Regions from separate parts of the Gossypium hirsutum genome. Here regions 2 and 3 are each linked to region 1. The links are chromatin contacts, called in public Hi-C maps. All regions are on one chromosome and are shown on one strand. Each heading gives the region's core, a stretch centred on a gene start, on an enhancer-like site or on the middle of the called end of the contact. The rest is flanking DNA. Distances are from core to core; before and after follow the strand shown.

Region 1 (4,290 bases), core at 690-3,189:
TATTTTTTAGAACATTATTCGTAATAAAAACTCTATTATTTATAGGTTTAATATGCATTTATTTTTTTATTTAAGAGTTTAAAAAGTTATATAGATATTTGAATGAAAAGATAGTATGTTAAGAAAGCTAAAATTGGAGAGCTAAGACTCTAGCTACAAGGTAGTTTTACTTCCAAATGTTATCCACTAGAAAACATTATGATACAGTCCAAAATACACAAATAGAAATATAGATAAAAACCCAAGATAGCAAATTTTACAACCAAATCCTTAAACTAATACAAATTTACCAACACACAAAATCAATTCACTGCTACCACAAAATATCTTGGTATGACCTTTTTCTTTTTTGTGGGGTTTAATCATATTCTCAATCAATCACATAACCGAACAAGCAGCAGGGTTTTCGTCGCTGAAAGCTGTGGTGTACCTAACTTCAGTGGAGCTAGCACGTGCGAGATGCGACACTTGCGGGTCCTCGGCGTTGCGGACGTACCCAGCCGGAGCCTTCTTATCGTAAACCCCGGGGGCGTATGGGTGAGCCACCACGTCGTACGGCACATAGGGCCATAGCTCCACCTTCTTCCCCGTCCGATGCGCCACTCGTGCCACGACCTTCTTCGGGTCCACATATCCGACGACCGTCAACTTGCTGGCCTTCCGCTCCACGTCCACTTGTGTCACCCCTTTCATCCCTTCCACTGATTTTTTCACTTTCCGTTCGCATCCTTCGCAGTCCATTTTCACCTTGATTTCCACCGTCTAAAAAATAAAGAAAAAAGTAACAACTCTTAGGTTGACAAATGTTTGGTCTAATTCTGGTTTCAGTCCCTCCACTATGTTAAAAGCTGAAACTAAATACTTGGATTAAAATAGTAGGGTAATTAATATAATCAAATTCATGAAAATTCACAAATAATAGTGTAAATAGTATGAACAGATTCATGAAAATAACTAGTCGTTTGTCGGACATTTTAAGTAAATAGACCAAAATTACTTTTCAACCCTTTTTTCCTACTTTTACATAGTGTTAATACCCTAATTAATTTAGTAAGTTTTCTAATCAACAATAAGTATACTGACAGATGAACGGAGACAGAAACAATAATGCAGCAATAAATAAATACTTATAATAGATAGACCCAGTTGACAGTAAAGTAAACCAAGAAGATGATTATTATTATTCAAATAAAATCTGGGTTTTCGACCTTCCACCATTTTTAGAACAATCAAGCTTAGATCAACAAAGAAAACGCCATTAAACATAAAATCTTAGCAATATTGACGGCCAGATCCGAACCCTAAACCACTTAAATCTAATCATCTTATAACGACAAAAAATAAAATTAAAGAAAACAATAGAAACAATTTGGTTAACTTAATAAAAACATCCACCAAATATCTTGATCTACACCCAAAGGGAAATCTACGGCATAGGTAAAGAGATGTACCTGCAACTGCTTACGTTTCTTGTGCTTGGAACTGTGAGAACAGTCAAACAGATCTGAAACATGATCCAGAACACCCATTTTTCTTGTTTTCTCTCTTGTCTGGTTTTTCACTTAAGTGTATGGGCTTTTTTTTGTTGTTGTTGATGCTTTTCTTTCTTTTGATAATTGAAGTACCAAAAGGATAAAGATACAAAAGAAGTTGGATTTCTCAGTATATAACCAAAATATCCTTTTTAAAATTAAAGGGTTTTTCAACTGTGAAGGAGTGAATGAGTGAGAATGATACAGGTGAGGTGAAGTCCAAATTCCTCCTCTGCTGGGCTAAATATATATAGAAAGAAAGGATGGTTTCATGGTAAAATGTTGTTATCAGTCCTCATAATTTAGTACTTTACTTCATTTACTTTTTGAATCCTAATTAAATGATAAATTTTATTTTTATTCAGTTAAGTTTTGTTATTTTCAAACACTTCTACGAGGTGAGGTGAAGTCCAAATTCCTCCTCCGCTGGGCTAAATATATATAGAAAGAAAGGAGGGTTTCATGGTAAAACTTTTACATAATGCTAATAAAAATCGAGGGATGATCCACTTCCCAAATTAACTAGTTGAAATGTTAGTTTAATAATATTAAAAAATTCATAAAATTATATTTTTATAAATTCATAAAGGGCTATAATCAATTTAACCATCAATTTTTTTTTGTCTAAATTTTCCTTTTTAATTGATTCGCAAACGGTATGTTCTATATCTAATTTTACGTCACCAGATCATCAATACTCGATTCAATTAGTTGTTTGGTTCGATTTTGGCATCACTAGTTTTAACTAATAAATTTAACATAACAGTTTGAATCAAGGGTGAAATTTAAAAATTTAAGGGCTAAAATTGAATAAATTATAATATGTGGACTAAGACAACTATTTTCATGTAATACAAAGATTGATAAAAAGAACAAAAAGGGAGTATTTTACCATACGAGTAGTGGCTTCGTGGAAATCTACGTGGTTGGATATTTTTATTGTGATATACCTAATTTAGCGCCGCGTGTCTAGGTTTTACTTAGCTGAGGGGTCATAAATTAGAAATGGCAGCCGAAGGCAGGGAAGAAAGTAACAAAACACCGACCCTGGATAGTAAGTAATGTGTCGCGAGATCAGATGACGAGTCCACGCGCTTGTGTCTCGGTTTTGTGGTCCCACCCTCAACTGTCAACCTCACCTCACCCTCCTACCCTTATCAATAATGGGTTGAGGAGCTTTATATACAATATGGGACCCATGAGTTTGCTCTTTTCTTTCAATCCAGCCCATATTATACAGTAAAGAAAGTAATAAAGCCTAATATCCTTTATAGATTTTATTAGTATTCTTTTGTTTTATACATTTTGGTAATCAATGAATAAATTCGAATTTAAATTAGATTGGACCTCCAATAAGTAAAGTTCTCTCATTAATATTTTCTTTATTCACAATATTTAAATTCGATCTAACATGCATAAGCATTATATTGTCTTTTGTTTTTTAGTACAAATAAACATACAGATTATTGAACCATATGTACGTACTCTGTGGCAAGCTAGATTTGATGTTGGGGCGTTGGGGCCTATGTGTTGGGACGATCTTCAGCCATCGAGTTAGTACTTGGAAGAAAAGGAAAGCAAGGTAGAGGACGAAAATGGAGAAATAGAGTAGTATTTATAATTGATTTACAAACTGTTCATTGAGTATATCAATTTAGTCCTGTTTACGCATATAATCTTAATTTTACTAGTGATTTTAAGAATAATTTTGTTGTCGTCCTCTCTAGTTTAGTGAGTGTTCGATTCTTTTGTCAATTTTTGTTCTCTACTTTGGACAATTCGAGGATGATTTTATTATCTTATTAACTGCTTGCAATCACTTCAGATATGTCATGTTTGAGATGTGACAAAGTCAATTGTCAACGTGTCATAATGTTCTATTGATGTTGAGGTTAAAACTTTTGTTGTGTTGATAGAACTTGTCCTTTACCATTTACAACGAATGTTTGCTATTTTTTCTCTGTGATTTCATTTATTGAATAAATTAATGAATTTACCTTTTAAAAAAAATTATATAAAAGCTTCTCTCGTTGTTTTGGAGAGAATCTCTTTTTGTACCACTCAACTCTATCATGCTAGTAAATAAACTCTTGAACCTTGAATAATTCGAGCTCAATATTATGCCCCACTGAAGCTAGAGTCCGCCGAGATTTTTCTTTTAATTTTTATTTAAATCTTTTAAAAAATTAAAAAATTATATTTTAACCCTTAAATTTATTTCTTACCTTCAGCCCTATTTAGTCTCTATACAAAGAACAAAAATGTGGTTATTAAAATACAAAAATTAAATCATTAACATACCATCTAATAGCAGGCTTCGACCTTTCACCGTAATATGTTAGTTGAAAAGTTGAGAGCCAAGTTTGGGTGTTGATGGTAAAAGCCCAGTTTTAAATATATTTAGCTCAATTTAAGCCTACTTGGCCCAATTTTTTAAAGTGAAAAGTGTTGGAGGTGGGTGCAATATCCCATGGATTTCAAAGCAAAACATTTCCTCGTTATTGTATGTACGTTTATACGATGTTATTATGTTAGTCAATAAATAAATTAATTTTTAAATATTAAAAGTAAATACATTAAATATATATTTTAAAGATTAAATTATTTGTCAATTCTTTTTAAATAATTAAATCTTTCATTATAAAATTGAGCTATTATTTGTTTATGAAGAGGTTCAATTTTAAATAAGATATGATGCAACATTAAAAATTATTAATAGGTAATAACCTAAAAATAAAATCCCACAACCCCTGGGATT
Region 2 (4,290 bases), core at 529-3,028, 210 kb after region 1:
ATTTTCTCAATATGGTATCTAAATATTTTGTAGCCTCATTCTGGTATCTAAGCTGTCATTCCATTATAATTTTTAGTAAAAACAATTAGTAGTGTTAAAAAAAATGTTATACCCAATAAATGAGAACACATCACTTTCTTTTAAGCATGACAAAAATGTTCGAAATTAAAATATATAGTTTGTGGATCAAATCGTGATATAAGCCTAAAATAGTATACTGGACTAAATATAAATACTTTATTTTTGGGTTAATTATACCTAAATTTCGTAAATTATGACTTAGATTCTAAATTGATTTTTAAACCCGAAACATTAGTATCACTTCAATCAGATCATTTAGTTAGTTTCGACATTAAATGCTACCTTAAATTTAATGTGAAGTATACTTAAAATAAATGAATTATGGGCAATATATCATGGTGTACAAGTAGCTTGACATAGATGTTATTCTAAAGTTATTCTGGAGAGTGATAGCAAGGTAGCGGTTGATATGCTAAACGCAGATTCTGAGGATGTTATGATGGCTTCACTCATCCAAGGTATTAAAGTAGAAAGCTGATTGTATAGCAAAAACATGCCTTGAGAACCCTTTAGAGTTAGTCATTTTTTAGTTACTTTTGATTAATGTTAGGAAGATGTTATTAGATGATAAAGCTAGAAATCTTATGTAAGGACTAATAGGTCCTAAGTAGAGGTGCTCATGGGCCGGGCAGCCCAGCTCGGCCCGACGGCCCGCCCGAAATATGGAAGGGTTTGGGTAAAAATATAGACCCGAAATATGGACTTGGGCAAAAAAACGAGGCCCGATTAAAAAACGGGCCGAGCCTCGGGCACCACTTTTTTGGCCCGAGCCCGACCCGGCCCAAATATAATAAATATTTTTATTTTTAAATTTTTTTAATTTTTAAAATAAATTTTTGGTATTTATTTAAAAAACGGGCCGGGCCGAGCCAGGCCTGGGCTTATGAATTTTTCCCGGGCCGGGCATGGGTAAAATTCTAGGCTCATATTTCGGGCCGGGCCTGAGCCTAAGACTCGGGCCAAAATTTTTTCTGAGCCCGGTCCGAACCCGGCCCGGCCCATGAGCACCTCTAGTCCTAAGGTCACTAATGCTCTTCTTCTTCTATAAAAGAAAATAAGTGAATTAAATTGTGAACACGAGTGTACCTACTAAATGAACAAACTAGATCATTCGTGCTAAAAAAATTATCACCCTAAATTTATTCACATTATATTTTTAGAATATCATATTTAAATTGTTTAAGCGGTAAGTACACGTATATTAGCTCTAGATTAAAATAATTAAAAGAAATAAATGAATATTTTACAAATTCATTTGGGGAGTTAACCATTTAAAAATATTTGAAAAATTGGAAATAGTTTGATATAAATAACTGGAGAGAAAGGAAATGGTATGAGATGATGTGGCAACACAAAGGGAAGGGGATATGAAAGGGATATTGTAGGAAATTCAAGTAAAATTATGGAGAAATAAAAAAAGAGAGAAAAAAAGACAAGATATAACCGTGGCTTAGGTTGGATGCCAGGCTGACCCCTTTGAAACCCTACTTTTGAGATGATGATTACTTTTAGCCCTCACAGTCACATGGTCTCGCTGTACACCCTTTGGTCCCACCCTGACTGTCCCCTACCCCTTCTCAAACCCACCAAATAATATATTATTATTTAAGGAAAATGATTTCCCATAACCCAAATTATATTCCAACACTACCCTTGGCTTATCCGTAAATGCACCATTTGTGTTTCCCCTTGACACCAGTTTAAAAGGGAGTGATTTGAAGCTGCATTTAGTTGCACAAAGAAACAACATAGATATAATAAGCACCTCCCCGTAAGCAAACCACAAAGGAAAGCTTGGAGAGAGACCCAAAAACAATGTCTAAGGAAGTTAGTGAAGAAGGACAGGGTCGTAAGGACTATGTGGACCCTCCACCGGCACCTCTGATTGACATGGCTGAACTCAAGTCATGGTCTTTTTACAGAGCCCTCATAGCTGAGTTCATAGCCACTCTCCTCTTCCTCTATGTCACTGTTGCTACTGTAATTGGTCACAAGAAACAACAAGATGCATGTGATGGTGTTGGTCTCTTGGGTATTGCATGGGCTTTCGGTGGCATGATCTTTATCCTTGTTTACTGCACTGCCGGTATCTCAGGTAACACCAACACCACACCAAAACAAAACCCCTAACCCTAAAAACTAAATTGCTCTTTTGTTTGCTTGAAGTGTTTTGGTTGTTTTGGTTACAGGTGGACACATTAACCCTGCGGTGACTTTTGGGTTGTTTTTGGCCCGTAAAGTGTCTTTCATTAGGGCTGTGGCTTACATGGTGTCACAGTGCTTGGGTGCTATATGTGGAGTTGGGTTGGTTAAAGCTTTCATGAAGCATCCATACAACTCCCTTGGTGGTGGTGCAAACACCGTGGCTTCTGGCTACAACAAGGGAACTGCCTTGGGAGCTGAGATTATTGGAACTTTCGTACTTGTCTACACTGTTTTCTCAGCCACCGACCCCAAGAGAAGTGCCCGTGACTCCCACGTCCCTGTATGTAACATCTATATATGGATCGACTCCATGATTTTAAGCTGTTACCGTGTCTGATGGGATTTAAACTGTTGTTTTGGGTGTAGGTATTGGCTCCCCTTCCAATAGGGTTCGCAGTGTTCATGGTTCACTTGGCTACCATCCCCATCACCGGTACTGGTATTAACCCTGCAAGGAGTTTCGGTGCTGCTGTAATCTACAATAACGACAAAGCCTGGGATGAACACGTAAGTGTTCATGTACTATTAACATTTTACTGTCCTTTTTTGATCTTTGAAACTAAGACATGGTTTATATTTGTGATGGACAGTGGATTTTCTGGGTTGGTCCATTTGTTGGAGCACTTGCAGCAGCTATATATCATCAGTACATCCTTAGAGCAGCAGCTATCAAAGCTTTGGGATCCTTCCGCAGCAACCCCACCAACTAAAAAAAATCAACCCAAATAGCTTTGTCTCCACTTCACTCTTTTTCTATTTTCTCCATTTGTTCGTTTGTGTGTATGAGAAGATTATTATGAATGATGAATGATGATGACCCTTTCCTTTTTATCATTTTTCTCTATTTATAAATATTTAATCCTTCGTTGTTAGCTTTTGCTTCTCTCATGTATCACTGTTTTTTCACATTGTGTGCAGTGTAAATCTCTTTAAGAATTTAGATAATTGATTCCTTAGTGTCGTTTCTTAAAGGTAATATGTCTCATTCAAGACCTAACCTATTGTAAAAGACCTAAAATGACAAAATGGGTAAACAAATTTTCCCCATAATGGCCATTTGGAGTGAGTGGGATCATTCATTTCCCATAAATTAAGGGCCTTGTTTTGGAGTCATGTGAGGTACACATGAGTTAACTTTTTGTAACAACATATGATAGATAGACACGTATAAAGGAGAAGGGTAGCAAGAAAGAACCGAAGATGCCCCCTTCCCAAGGAAGATAAAAAAGGGGTTAAAAAAGTTCAAATTCTGACCCTCCTCCTTTTTTCACCTGTCTGGAAAGGTCAGTTGGTTGCCAAAAGCAGAAAACGAGAGGGCAAGGAATCCGAGGACCCTACAAACGAAGCCACGCGTCATGGCTGCACATGGGTTACCTCTCAGTCTTATCCTATCAGAAATCGGCTAAAACCACAAAGGCAAAGAAAGATAAAAGCCAAAAAACAAGTAGTAGGCTGGTAGCAGTGCAGTACAAAAGAGAAGGGAAGTAGTATTAATATACTTTCCCCAAACTAAACAGTTTGTATAATAAATTTGTAAGTAATAATGTTTTTATGGGGTGGTGTAAAAGAGAAATCATATTCCCGTCTTTTTACGAAAGGTACGTAGCATCCCTTGAACGTGAGCTGATATGATGATGAAAACTTCAAGAGCATTTAACCAATGGCCTATGGCATGCATGCAACCATAGTGGTGAGGGTCCAGCGCTTCATTTCCATTTTCTTTACTTAATTGCAAGGGTTATTGTTGGATATAATTTAATTTAAAATTTAAACTATTTGAATAAATTTATTCAAATTAAATTATAATAAAAAGAATTTGATGATTTTTTTATTGGAGTTCTTAAAATTATTATTTTAAAAAATTTTAGAATTTAAATTTTTTACTATTTTTTGACCAAAAATATGAGATATTATATCAATTTATTAATCGAATTCAGTTCTCATTTCAAAAATCAAAATTTCCAATTAATGAACTCAATTAATCGACTGCTCAGCCCATGGTCC
Region 3 (4,290 bases), core at 974-3,473, 190 kb after region 1:
TCTGTTTATTGCTCTACTGTTACCGGACATCGCTTTTTTCCCTAGCGTTTTTTGAATCAGTTTGCACGATCCCAATCAGGAGGCGTATGGTGAATAAATTCCCATTGATTCATTAAGACACATAATTTACAAGCTTCAAAATTTATTCATTTCGTGGAAATACCGGTGTATTGGTCTTGATAATGGGAATTGAAGTATTAAACGTATAGATTGTTGCTTATTTTGTTCGGGTTTATTTTCTATTCGTATGGTAAATCTTTTGATATTGGGATTTGCAGGCAGCGAACTATCTGAATATCAAGAGCTTGCTGGACTTGACCTGCCAAACTGTGGCTGATATGATAAAGGGAAAGACACCCGAGGAGATTCGCAAGACCTTCAACATCAAGAACGATTTCACCCCCGAGGAAGAAGAGGAGGTTAGGAGGGAGAATCAATGGGCATTCGAGTGATAGGAAAGCCTTTAAATTTAATGTTGATATTATTATAGTTTCTATGCTTTTCTCGCTAGGTTTTCAAGTTGGGGAAAAAAATTAAGAACATTGGCTTTCTTTTGGCTTATTTTGTTATATGCATTAGTGTCTTCTATTCTAGAGGATATTTAATATGAACTTCTCCCCTCCTCTATTATCATAATATAATTAGAATTTCTTAATTTGCATTGCTATTCTTTAGTATTTTTGTTGTTTCTGATCATCTCACTTTTATTTAACTTCTACTTGGGAGAAGTGATGTGCAATGCATACATACATATTTACGATATATAATTGAACCAAATGCATATTTACATACATTATACAATCCGAGTTCTATGAATCATGTGTGCTCAAGTTTTTTTTTATTTTTGGGCAATCCTTTACCACCTTTAATGGAAGCGTAGAAATCCTATTTTAGGGAGATTCAGTTTAAGGGTATATTTAGCCTGACTATTCAAAAGCCTTTTGACAGCAAAGCAGCTTTAGAATGTGCTTTTCAACCAAGAAAATGACTGATCGGTGTTTTCCAAAAGGACCTTACAATGCTAAACTAGCTCCAGATTGAAAGATAAGTAAATTTACCTCTCATGGGACCTACTGGCCCTAATCTGTAACTTCAAATGGTTTTACAGTGTTTCATTGGTTGGATTTACAATATTGTACTTGCATGTATAAAAAGTTATGAAATTAATAGCAGCTAAATCTAATCCTCCCCATGTTTTCAAGTATCTTGGTTTTAATGTAAGTCTTGCAAACATGCTTGATAGAGTTTTCATTTGATGATATGATTTTGCAGTTGTGAGTAATCCTCTCTTGAGTAAAAGCTTTGAAGAGTGCTTAAGAATATCCTCTCTCAAGTAACATTAAACTTGCATGTTTTTCTTCAACATTGTTCAAAACAGGAATAAACATTGATATCTCAATATACCCCATAAATTTAAAAAGCATCAGAACTGGTATTATTAGTTAATATGCCCTCTTAGGACATCATCTATCAATAAACATTAATAACTAAGTAATTAAAGGGTTTTTTGTTTGGTTTATGTCCATCGCATCTCTTCATACTTTATCTTGAGCAACTTTCTCTCTTCTTCCCACTTGTCTCTATCTTCATTATATTTTTCTTTCAAAGTGCTTTTAACTCTATCAAAATTCTCCTCCTTTTGCAGCAACTTTTTCTTGTACTTATCCTTGTATTTCCCTTTGGCTTTCATTGCTTCTTCCTCTTTGAACATCCTGCAAGTCTCACATGCAACTTGCACCTGCATGCTTCCCTCTTCACCTTCTTTTTCATTCTTCTTCGCTGTTGTCCTTATTTCTACTTCCTCCTTTTCTCTCATGCTGTTGTAATTTCCTCCCTCAATGGTACCCTGAAACAATACATTCAGGAATATCAGATCATGCATGCAAATTCAATCCACCATAATGATAATAATAATAAGGCACTTACGCTTTTGTTTAAAGATCTTAACTTCAAGTTGTGTAACAGAGTGGAGAAAAGAGCATAAATATCCTGGAGAAGGAGCTTGACCATGTAAACTACGAAATCATGCAATATCAATGCGACGAGCGTGGCAATAAAGTGCTGTTTATTACCATCTACAGCAAAGTAAAGCAAACACATTAACAAGGTTCGGTCGAGCCAAAACCAAGTCTTCTTTTCTGCATCCATCACTGAGATATCACTCTCCAAAGAACCCTCTATTCAAAGAATAAACACAAAATGGAATATCACAGCGTTTCGAACTGGACAGTGCGTTTGTTATTACATATATATATGTGAATAAAGTTAAAAGGGAATAAAAAGTTAACCCTAAACCTAGCTTGGAACTTACGATATTCCTTACAAGGTGACCTTAATTGAAGAGAAGCCAGAGGCTAACACCTAATGGTGGATTGGACCTTCGTGAAATGTTGGGTTTTCTAATTTCATTACTTTTCTTTCCTCTTTTAGGCCCAAATGTTCTCTCCCTCCATTTCTTTAACAACACCATCAACAAATTTAAAGGTTACAATAAAATTAGGGATTTAGTATTTACAATAAATAAAATTTAAGTGAAATAATTAATACCATTAGTGCTTCTTAACATGCTAATTAAGCTACTCTCACTTAATAGAAAAAATTTGATAAAAAATGATAATAAAAATTTTGAATAAAAAATAAAAAATAAAAAATACATAGACAAAATCCAAGTAGATAAATTAGTAGCAAAATTTGGCCATATTTAAACCTTATCTTTTAAAGCTTTCAATGGCCATTTGAAAAGACTAGTGTTCTAGTGCAACACCAAAATTGAGTTCAAACCCAAGTAACCTCTACTTCCTGCCGTTGTAAAAAAATAATTGAAGCAAATGTGAGTTCATAATATTTATGAAAAACAATGAAATATATAATTAAATATAATAGAGTTTAAAAACTTCAAAAGTGATAATTGAAAATCTAACATGCGATAGACATATGATCATTTTTTTAATTACGTTTGTGAAGCTATTCACAACATGGTTAAAACAAAATCTATACATTTCAATCACCCAAAAGAATGCCGTATATATTCTTATTGTTCAAGATTTGTCAAATCTCTAAAACTAAATTTTTTTAAAAAAAAATCATAAATTCGATTTAAAAATCAACCGAATGTGGAAGATAATAAACTAACAACTCATAATTTTATTATATACAAAAAATAAAAAAAAAAGGTGAATGAAGAAGACAACATGAAAACACAGAGCTTTTGGCTTATATCACCTTTTATTTTTTTATTCTTCTTTCTTTTTTCATCAATAAAACAAAAATGGCAGCTTCCATCAGAAAAATTTATACAATAAAACAGGATATCAGTATTCAGTAGTCATGTTCTGAAAACAATAAATTATAAACTCATTGCCAAAACAGAGTATTTGGGTCAGATTTTCACAAGCCTTTTAAAAATTATTATTTATTTTATGATTATGATTATATATGTTATATGTTGTATACATACAATTATCAGAGACTTGCTTTTGTAATTTAATATGTAGAGTATGGTGTTTGGTTTGCCATTTGCCAAGACAACTGTTGCCATCATTTTTGTTACTTTTTTTTTCTTTTTAGTCTTTAATGAATGATTTAAGGGACCACTAACTTCATTTCCACCATCTTTTTTTTAAGGGAAAGGGAACATTCCTGGTTTTTATATATATATTATTTAATTGCATTAAGCTTTTTTAAATTTATCAGTTTTTTTTTTATATGTAAACTGTACTTAAAATTAATGTTATATCAATGAAGTTAGTTTGTCATTCCAATAAGTCAATTAGATGTAAAACACAATTCAAATATGTATTTGTTGTATGAACAATTTGGATACGATGTGATAACGAAAACAAGTCATGTCAATAAGATTTATGAAAGCTATATATATACATACATATATATTAACATGATATATTCGAACTCTTTATGTAATAGGTACACATATGTTTATAATATGATTGACATGTAAATATGATTCATCTTAGATTTAAGTTGATATTTAGTGTCTAAACTAAACAGAATGAGCTAAGTGGTATAATTCTTATACTTTTAGAATTCAATTGGAGGATAGAGAATATTTTATGAATTAACTTTAGGTATATATTTTAAACTCACTTCAGCTACACAAGTTTAAAAAGAAATTTGAATACGAAATTATATTAATCATTTGGGAGATAAAATTAATTTTATTAAGTGAAAATGAAAGACAACTTTTTTGGAGTCAAAATGAAAAATAATTTTGAGTTTGAAGAGGAAAAGGTTTGTTATGATATTTAGTATTACTAACCCATAACTCGAATG

The links. Hi-C and Micro-C count contacts between places; a contact is called where the count stands out from the background.
Region 2: a Hi-C map of leaf shows a contact between it and region 1, with 3 times the contacts expected there. The contact joins the promoter of LOC107922244 here to the promoter of LOC107922398 in region 1. A contact is called at or near these places in 3 of 34 Hi-C or Micro-C datasets (callus and leaf).
Region 3: a contact with region 1 is called in a Hi-C map of leaf, with 2.3 times the contacts expected there. The contact joins the promoter of LOC107922576 here to the promoter of LOC107922398 in region 1. A contact is called at or near these places in 8 of 34 Hi-C or Micro-C datasets (hypocotyl and leaf).

Annotation. Positions count from the first base shown.
Region 1 is chrD01:55,495,794-55,500,083 of Gossypium_hirsutum_v2.1, forward strand. LOC107922398 (heavy metal-associated isoprenylated plant protein 26) reads right to left here and starts at 1,940. Exons shown (of 2, transcript XM_016852418.2): 1 at 1,452-1,940; 2 at 354-762. The coding sequence starts at 1,529. The coding sequence ends at 379.
Region 2 is chrD01:55,708,640-55,712,929 of Gossypium_hirsutum_v2.1, forward strand. It overlaps LOC107922244 (aquaporin PIP2-7-like), which reads left to right and starts at 1,779. Exons shown (of 4, transcript NM_001327196.2): 1 at 1,779-2,176; 2 at 2,271-2,566; 3 at 2,653-2,793; 4 at 2,877-3,257. The coding sequence starts at 1,897. The coding sequence ends at 2,996.
Region 3 is chrD01:55,689,399-55,693,688 of Gossypium_hirsutum_v2.1, forward strand. LOC107922576 reads right to left here and starts at 2,224. Exons shown (of 2, transcript XM_016852666.2): 1 at 1,927-2,224; 2 at 1,335-1,846. The coding sequence starts at 2,148. The coding sequence ends at 1,517. LOC107922577 (SKP1-like protein 1A) reads left to right here. Exons shown (of 2, transcript XM_016852667.2): 2 at 279-655. The coding sequence ends at 452.